Regions from separate parts of the Anas platyrhynchos genome. Here region 2 is linked to region 1. The links are chromatin contacts, called in public Hi-C maps. All regions are on one chromosome and are shown on one strand. The core of a region is the stretch at or near the end of the contact, and the rest is flanking DNA. Distances in the headings are between cores, read along the strand shown. Region 1 overlaps LOC119712954 (a long non-coding RNA gene). Region 2 overlaps LOC119712954 (a long non-coding RNA gene).

Evidence for each region. A called contact is a pair of places that touch in the nucleus more often than the background predicts.
Region 2: a contact with region 1 is called in a Hi-C map of small yellow follicle, with 2.7 times the contacts expected there. The contact joins two enhancer-like sites. A contact is called at or near these places in 3 of 8 Hi-C or Micro-C datasets (F5 follicle, small yellow follicle and subcutaneous adipose tissue).

The regions. Positions count from the first base shown.
Region 1 is chr27:9,276,637-9,280,821 of IASCAAS_PekinDuck_T2T, reverse strand. The region is part of intron 4 of LOC119712954 (a long non-coding RNA gene); the gene reads right to left. Among named protein-coding and RNA genes, the nearest start is that of TSPAN2, 12 kb to the right of the region's middle. Within about 2 kb of position 1,856, at least 3 of the 8 cell types and tissues checked have an H3K27ac peak or open chromatin away from gene starts, as enhancers often do. A contact at or near this core is called in small yellow follicle, where this site is marked.
Region 2 is chr27:9,360,036-9,364,661 of IASCAAS_PekinDuck_T2T, reverse strand. It overlaps LOC119712954 (a long non-coding RNA gene), which reads right to left. Exons shown (of 10, transcript XR_011805121.1): 9 at 4,136-4,237; 10 at 3,662-4,017. Among named protein-coding and RNA genes, the nearest start is that of NGF, 39 kb to the right of the region's middle. Within about 2 kb of position 2,606, at least 7 of the 8 cell types and tissues checked have an H3K27ac peak or open chromatin away from gene starts, as enhancers often do. A contact at or near this core is called in small yellow follicle, where this site is marked.

The DNA of each region.
Region 1 (4,185 bases), core at 607-3,106:
GTGAAAGTTAAAAAGAAAACCAGATATGAACCAACATCAGCAGCAAGAGAAATCCTGTGATTTCAAACATAATTCAAACAACACCACAAGCAAAGTCATGTTCTCAAAGGCATTCTGAATCACCACCTTAAACCAGCATCCACAAAAACTCATCTAACTAGTCCAGAAATGCAGAAGACACCTATGAAAAAGGCCTTTGACTGCTAACTGTAAGTATTGGTGAAATGAATTTAGGCTTCCTACATTTCTAAGAAACTGAAACAAGACAACTAGAAAAAAAGACAGCAATATTTTGAGCACAGTGCTATGAGAAAGTAAGCTTCTATATTCATCCTACTTTTGTCATTTGTGTATTTGTTGTCTACATTCAGAGTCAGATACCACTCCATCTGGGCTGCACCATATTAATGTTCTTTGTAATATTTGTTTGCAGAGTTCACAGAGAAACAATTTGATGCATACATTGGATATATAAAGGAAATGTTATGGAGTTATCGTGTATTTACAATTCAGAAGAGGAATAAGAGAGATTAAACTTGGTCTGGACTGTTTCTGAGTAGACCCCATCTTTCCTGAGGAGCAGAAAAGGCTATATGAGTATTAATGATCATGCTCATCTTACAAACTGTGATCTGTCCATAACAAGCAGTACATATGCCTCCTTCCCTACAAGATTTTCTGCTCAAATTGCAGTTTCTCCCTGATTCTTCAATACATATTTTACCCAGACATTTATTTCCAATCCTGAGTGTGTGATGATGCTATGATGCTTATTCCAAAATAAATAAATAAATAAATAAATAAATAAATAGTTCCCTCTTGTCATTTTAAAGTTACAACTATTCTTTTAGAGGTTTCCCCTCATCTGCCAGCAATTCTACTTCTGTCTTCCACTATTCTGGCAGCTTTTTGCACCTTGATGTCATCAATACATTTGTTACAGAGACTCCATGACATTACCCATTTGTCAAAGAAAACATTGGCTAACACAAGATTTATTGCCATTTAATTTACTTCACTTGATTCTTCCCTGTATGCAGTAAGAGGTACTAATAACTGATGCAGCTTATTTTACTGAAAAAAAAAAAAAAGAATCAAGGAAAAAGACCTTCTAATAACTTATCATGGATCTTCGTTTAGATTTACCTTGTTTTCCTCAGCTACACAGCTTAGGGAAGCAGTACCATACATAAGAGACAAAGAAAACTCCTACTAGAGAGGTAAACACTATTATATCCTAAAAGGTAAGTTCTCTTTCCCATGCAGATGGCATAAGTTGTCCAGTAATATAATAAATCAACACAATATAATAATACAGTAACAGTGAATATTAACCAGTACTTGATATGTTGAGATGAGTTAATGAAAATATCTGACTCCTGTGGCTGAGTATTCTGTAGGTTGTACATTTGAGGAACATGATTACATAGCTCTGATATCTGGTTCCTAACTGACCACTGTTGTGGCTTAACCCGGCCAGTAGCTAAACACCACACAGCCATTCGCTCATCCTCCCCCCTCCCTCTCTGGGATGGGGGAGAGAAATGGGAAAGTGAAGCCTGTGAGTTGAGATAAAGACAGTTTATTAAGACAGGAAAATAATAATAACAGTAATAATAATAACAATAATGATGATAATACTACTACTAATAATAATGTGTATGAAACAAGTGATGCACAATGCAATTGCTCACCACCCACTGACTGATGCCCAGCCTAACCCCAAGCAGTTTGGCCCCCCCACCCTGGCTAGCCACCCCTATATATTGTTCAGCATGACCCCAGATGGTATGGAATACCCCTGTGGCTAGTTTGGGACAGCTGTCCTGGGTCTGTCTCCTGCCAGCTTCTGCTGCACCCCCAGCCTGCCCTTTGGCAGGACAGAGTGAGAAGCTGAAACGTCCTTGGCTTGGTGTAAGCACTGCTCTGCAATAATTAAAACATCAGCGTGTTATCAGCACTCTTCTCATCCTAAGCCAAAACATAGCATTCTACCAGCTACTAGGAAGAAAATTAACTCTGTCCTAACTGAAACCAGGACAACCACAAATGAATATGAATATGACAATCATATTCAATTATAAATTCTAGAAATTAATCAGTGTGATACAAGCGTGCCAAGAGTTGATCACAGTCTTCTGGAACAAGAAATTTTATATCTGGTTATATACAATTAGAGAGCAAAACAGTCAAGGAAAGATATATAGGGAAACATCTTGTGAAATTACAGTAATTATTGTTCTGTCTCGTGGCATTTGTGGGACTACATTAATTATTTCAGGTTGGTAAAAATAAGTTGCTGGTTTTAAAAAAAGAAACAAGAAGGCAATAAAAGTAAATCCTTCCTCTTTGTTTATCCAATTTTCTGTCTAAAAGGTTACTAAACCTTATTCCCATTTACAAGTCCAATTCACTTTGAGACTTTTTTTTTTTAATCACTGCTTTGAATGAAGTACAGTGATTTTTATCTCAGAGCAATCAAACTACAGCAGCATTGGCCTACCTGTGGTCTTGGGGTAACTCCTGGCACCCAAAAGGTTAAGCATGCAGCCAGACAGGTTCTCCTGCATATAGTTCTGTAGCCATTTATGGGGTTACTACAATGTGACATTTTTTATTGCCCATATGCTCTAAGTTCTGATTTCAACTGAACAGCAAAAAAAAAAAAAAAAAAATGCAAGAGAGAAGCTTTCCAAAAGCTAATAAAAACATGGAGGATTCAGGTGATCAGGGTTTCTACTGGTGTACTCTATTGACAGCAGTATGTATTAGATACATAAATTAGATTAAAATGCCTGTAGTAAAGAGTAGATATATGCCCCTGTCCACTACATTCCACTAATTTCTGAAGAACAATGAATACTTGAGGAATGAGAGAAATGGAAGCTTAAATCCTTACCCAAATAAATTTATATATGCTTTCCAAACTTGGCAGAAGATAGATATCTATTTACTTTTTACCCAAACCTCTGAAATTCTGTAATAAGTTACAAAGCATGGGGTCTACTGGATGGCCTATACTATCTTCTTAGTCTTCAAATTTATTTTTTATAAAATTATTTTTGAATTCATTTATTATAAAATAAACCTTAAAGGGGCTCCTTAGAGGTTGGTATTGGGACTGTGCTATTTAACATTTTTGTTGGTAACCTAGGCAGTGGGATTGAGTGCACCCTCAGCAAGTTTGCCATTGACAACAAGCTGTGCGGTACAGCTGACACACCGATGGGAAGGGATGCCATCCAGAACAGCCTTGACAGGCCTGAGATGTGGGCCTGTGCAAACCTCATGAGGTTCAAAAAGGCCAAGTGCAAGGTCCTGCATCTGGGTGGACAACAGTCTAGGCAGAGAATGGATTGAGCATCCGTGAGAAGAACCTGGGGGTGTTGGCTGGTAAGAAGCTCAACATGAGCAAGCAAAGTGCACTTGCAGCTCAGAAAGCCAGCTGTAGCCTGGGCTGCATCAAAAGCAGCATGGCCAGCAGGGTGAGGGAGGTGATTCTCCCTCTCTAGTTCGCTCTTGTGAGACCCCACCTGGAATACCCCAGTACAAGAAGGATATGGACCTGTTGGAGCAAGTCCAGAGGAGACCCAAAAGGATGATCAGAGGATTGGAGCACCTCTCCTATGAAGACAGGCTGAGGGAGCTGGGGTTGTTCAGCCTGGAGAAAAGAAGGCTCCATGGAGACCTTGTTCAGCCTTCCAGTACCTAAAGGGGGCCTACAGGAAAGCTGGGGAGGGAGCCTGTCAGGGGGTTTAGTGATAGAACAAGGGGTAACGGCTTTAAACTGAATGAGGGTAGGTTTAGATTGATAGTAGGAAGAAATTATTTACTATGAGGGTGGTGAGGCAATAGAGCAGGTTGCCCAGAGAAGCTGTGGATGCCCCATCCCAGGAAGTGTTTGAGGACAGGTTGGATGGGGCTTTGAGCAAAAAGTGGTGGGTGTCCCTGCCCATGGCCGGGGGTTGTGGAACTAGGGGATCTTTATGTCCCTTCCAAACCAAAGCATTTTATGTTCATTACAGACACTTTATAGAAATGCTGTTAAAAACTATTTGTTGCATTTCTACAATAGCAATAATTTTAAGGGCATCATACTATACAGGGAAAGGACAGAACTGGAGCAAGAGCAATACTACAGGAGCAGACTCCATAGGTCAGCTCAACTTTTTATACTTTTTTTTT
Region 2 (4,626 bases), core at 1,357-3,856, 83 kb before region 1:
GGCGGCGCCGCGCTTAAATGTTTCCGGGCGGCGTCGCGCTAAAATGTGCCCGGGCGGAGTCGCGCTAAAATGTGCCCGGGCGGCGCCGCGCTAAAATGTGTCCAGGCGGTGCCGCGCTAAAATTTCCCTACTACATTTCCCGGTATGCTCTGGGCACCCAACATGGCCTCCCGGAATTCTGGAGTCCGAGAACTACATTTCCCGGTATGCTCTGGGCACCCAACATGGCCTCCCGGAAGTCCAGAGTCCGAGAACTACATTTCCCGGTATGCTCTGGGCATGCCACATGGCCTCCCGGAAGTCTGGAGTCCGAGAACTACATTTCCCGATATGCTCTGGGCACTCAAGATGGCCTCCCGGAAGTTTGGAGTCCTAGAACTACATTTCCCGGTATGCTCTGGGCACTCAACATGGCCTCCCGGAAGCCTGGTGCCGGAAAACTACACCTACCAGCATTCCCTGGCCAACCTGCATGGCCAATCACAAGCCGAGTTTTCGAGAACTACATTTGCCAGCACTCACTCTAACCGTACCCCTTACCACCGTCCTTACACAAGAAAGCCTCAAGCCCTAACCTTAAAAACCCTCGAAATCCCTACAGACCTAACCCAAACTATTTAACACACTAAACCCATGAAGACCTATGCCTAAAAGCCCTAACCCAAAAACTTAGGACACTCCAATCCGCCGGCTGCCTGCAGTACTCGTTCTGCACCAGCAAATGGCGGCAGAGGGCGCCCGCGGGCATCAACGCGCATGCGCGGCCGCCGGGCGCCTGCAGTACCCTGTTCCCACCAGCAGGTGGCGGCAGAGGGCTAAAATGTGCCCTGCGGCGCCGCGCTAAAATGTGCCCTCAAAACCCAAACCCCCAAAATAGGACACTCAAAACCCAAACCCTAAAAATTATGATGCTCAAAACCCAAACCCAAAAACTAGGATGCTCAAAACCCTATCCCAAAAAATTAGGATGCTCAAAACCCTAACCCAAAAAATAGGATGCTCAAAACCCTAACCTAAAAAATAAGACTGGGGGAAAACAAGCTCTGGGAGACTTTTAAGTGGTGCTACAGTATACTGGAGAGACCTGTGAGATGTCCAGGAGGCTTCTGATTCAAAGATCGAAGCTGAAATTCCTTTAAGTGTTATATTCTTTATTGCAGCGCTGGATGCACGGGGGATCTTTCCACCTATCGTGCATACCCAAAGCGGAAAGCAGTCTTGAATTTATACAATCAATCTACTAATATTCTACAAGTGCCTATACATATTCATCACCTATCCCTGCCTTCCCTCATTTCTCATGCTAATTAGCTTTTTGGCACCTTGTGCCTGCATAGAGCCTCCCAAGAATTGCGGGCAGGGGTCTTCGGGACGTGGGCAGTGGTCTTTGGGAGAAACCCGAGTCTTCCTCACTGTACTTTTCACCTTTGGTCTGGATTCTGCTGAGTTGGCACATTTCTTAATTGCAAGAACTGGCTTTTGCTGATTATTCTGCTTGTTGTATCTTTATCATGAATTCCAATGTCCAGTTTTGATATTTATAGTCCTTCCATTTGTTTCTCTGTCCGTCTGCCGCTTCCTTATTATGAGTTCCAGTGTCTTGTTTAGAGATATACAGTCCTTGTCTGGGGATTGTCCTTGCCTCCCCAATGTCTATTATCCTTGCTTCCCCAATGTCTCCTTAATCACTTTAGAACACAGTGAGGGCACTGGCAGCCTTCTGGGGGAGCCCTAGCATGCACTGAGAGATCTTTGGTGCTCTCTAGAGTACACTGGAGGGCTCTGGGATGCCTGCAGAGCAGGCATCCGGCAGGGGTGGGGGCGATACTGAGGGCCTCTAGAGTGCACTGGGATGCATCTAGGGGATGCTAGAGCACACTGGAGAGCCCTGTGAAATTTCCAGGGAGAGATGGAGCAGACTGCATGTTAACCTCCCAGCTATGCTCCCACTCATGCCCGAGCAGCAGTGCTACTGCACATAATCTTGAGGGGATTCTACTGCACATGCTCGCAGGGCACTGCTGCGTACACTCCCGAGGCAGCACAACTGCACATGTCCGATCGTCGGCACTACCACCCACGTTCGCGTACCGGCACTTACTGTGCATGCCTGAGTGCAGGCACTGCTGCGCATGCTCGCCGCTCTGCCTTTGTTCTTGCTTGCACTTCTCGTTGCCTCTGGGGCGCATGCGCGCCGTGCTGGCTCTTGCATGTGCTGCGTTTTGCTCACCAGAGAGCAGCAGTGAGTGCTGTGCTGCCCGAGCTATGCGCAGGAAGATGCTGTGTTTGCGACTTTTGATCACAAGGTGGCACAAGTGAGTTTGTAACAGCTACTGCGCATGCGTGTCACGCAGTGCTTTACGTTTTCTGATCTGCTTCTAATGATTTCAACGGGAACTGTGCAAAAAAGACACGAAGCTGGTGGGAGACTGCACCTCTCACCTCCGTCTCAAAGGAGAAAAATTAGCCCTTGCCGTGTGCGGCTACTTACTGGCAGTAAAGCAAATGACAACTACTCATGGCATGCACTGGAAACTACAGAGGCTGGCTGGAAGCCCAAAGACTACAACTCCCAGCATGCTGCAGGACTCAATACTTTCTGACCCTACAGCAGCACACCCTCCCACACCCACGCACTCCGCTACCAAATGCGGAAGCCATGCAGAACCTGGTGTGACACCTCTTGCCTCTGTGTCCATCTTGGCACAACCCTCCCTGTAGCTTCTCGACGCCTATCCCAGCCTTCCCTCAGGACAGCCAGTCCCACAGCTGTCTCCCAGGTGGACCCAGCGCCTCCTGTGCCATCTCCACAGGCCCCAGTAGTCTCATGAAAGCCCAACCACAGTCACCCTGACTCTGTCCACAAGAGCTGGCAACTACTCCTTTGTCAGAGAACAGCTCCAAAGCCCCTTTACACAGTAGGGCCATCCCCTTCTGCCTCTAACAGGGGCTCTTCCAGACCCATCCAGCAGCTGCCACCCTTCAGGAATGCTGGGCCACCACCTAATACATTCACACACACACACATGCACTATTTAACCTGCTTCCTTGAACATAGTGACAGCCACTTACTCTGTGCAAAGGGACTGCAAACACAGGAGTGCAATAAATAAAGCAGCTGTTTATTCATGCACATCAGTGCCTGGAGTGAGGCCGCTGCATGGCTGATGGTCCCTATGCACCCATTTTCCCCCATTTAACCTCAGAAATCAGCACTGGATCAGCACTCATCTGTCCCATGCTGATGTGTTGCTTTCTGTTACCATGGAGCAGGGCTGGAGGAAGGAAAAATAAGGCCAGGGAGCAGGACAGAGGCGTAAAGAGCGAAAAAGAGAAGCACCATCTAGACAGGTGGGTATAGCAAGGAACAATGGGGCAGGCAGCAGAACAGTGATTTGCAGGGGAAGATGAGACAGATGCAGATAGCAGTGACAGAAGAAGAAAAAGGGAAAGAGAGGGGAGTAGGGAGCCAGAGGCATGGATGGATAGGTACAGTGGGAGATGGTGGATGTTGAAGAAGCTTCTTGCTTGGTCTCTCTGCCAGCTTCCTCCTTTGCAGATCCCATTGCTTGTCTGTCATCCACCTAAGAGAATGCACTGGCATCTTATAACTCTGGTAACATTAGAATTCATAAATAACTAGTGTCTCGCACATACCCGGTATGTAACCATACAGCACTTTTAATGACATACACAGATCATGCCATGGATGCTGGTGACCCAGTCTGCTAAGGACAGCTAAGAGGGATCCTTCTTCCCCCACAGACAACAGCTTTCTTGTCTGCAGGTAGAGGCAGCTTCCAGCCACACCCACTTCATTTCAGTCTTCATCTGTCTTATTTGTTGCTGGTCTTATCTTCAGCCACAGCAGTTTCTGTCAAAAGTGAGCGATGAGTCCACCTTCCTCATTTCACCCATGCCACTACAACAGTGAGGCAAAATCCTGCAAATCTAAATCAGATGGAGTCGGTGACATCCACAGCAGAGAAGAGTATAACTTAGCCCTCACTGCTAGCCCTGAAAGAGGAAGAGAACACACAACTGTTATCAACGGGTATTATCCAAATCTATTTTAGGCTAGCACCCTTCCCTCTGTATGAATTTCTGTACTGCTCTTTCCCAAATTGACTCAAACCTGCTTCAAGGTTGGTCCTGGAGCTAGAGACAGCCATGCAGGGCAACCAGTGTTGGGGGAGTCTCCATGGAAGCTCTGAGGAGGTGGGGAGGCATCCAGCATCTGTAATTGGGGGGGAGGGGGGGATGAGACTAATATCTTTTTACCATCCTCCCCTCTGCCAGTTCTCCACTCTTTCCCTGGGGCTGCCCCAACTTCAACTGACAGGGAACCTTTCATAGTTCTCCCAGGCAAGTGTGCCTGGCAGACCCAGCCCACAAGCCACTGTACACCCACCCTGCTCTGGGGCTCCTGGCTCCCTGTGTGCATGGCCACCCAGGGCTGCACAAGGCCATAGGAAAGACCACAGCAGTGGCTGCCCCTGCCCCACAACCCCTGCCCACACCCAGCAGGCTGTGCCCCGCAGTCCCCTGGCACCAAGCGTCTCCATCACATCATCCTGGGGCATTCAGGAGACACCCCTGAGCCCACCACTGCCAAAAGGTCTCGCT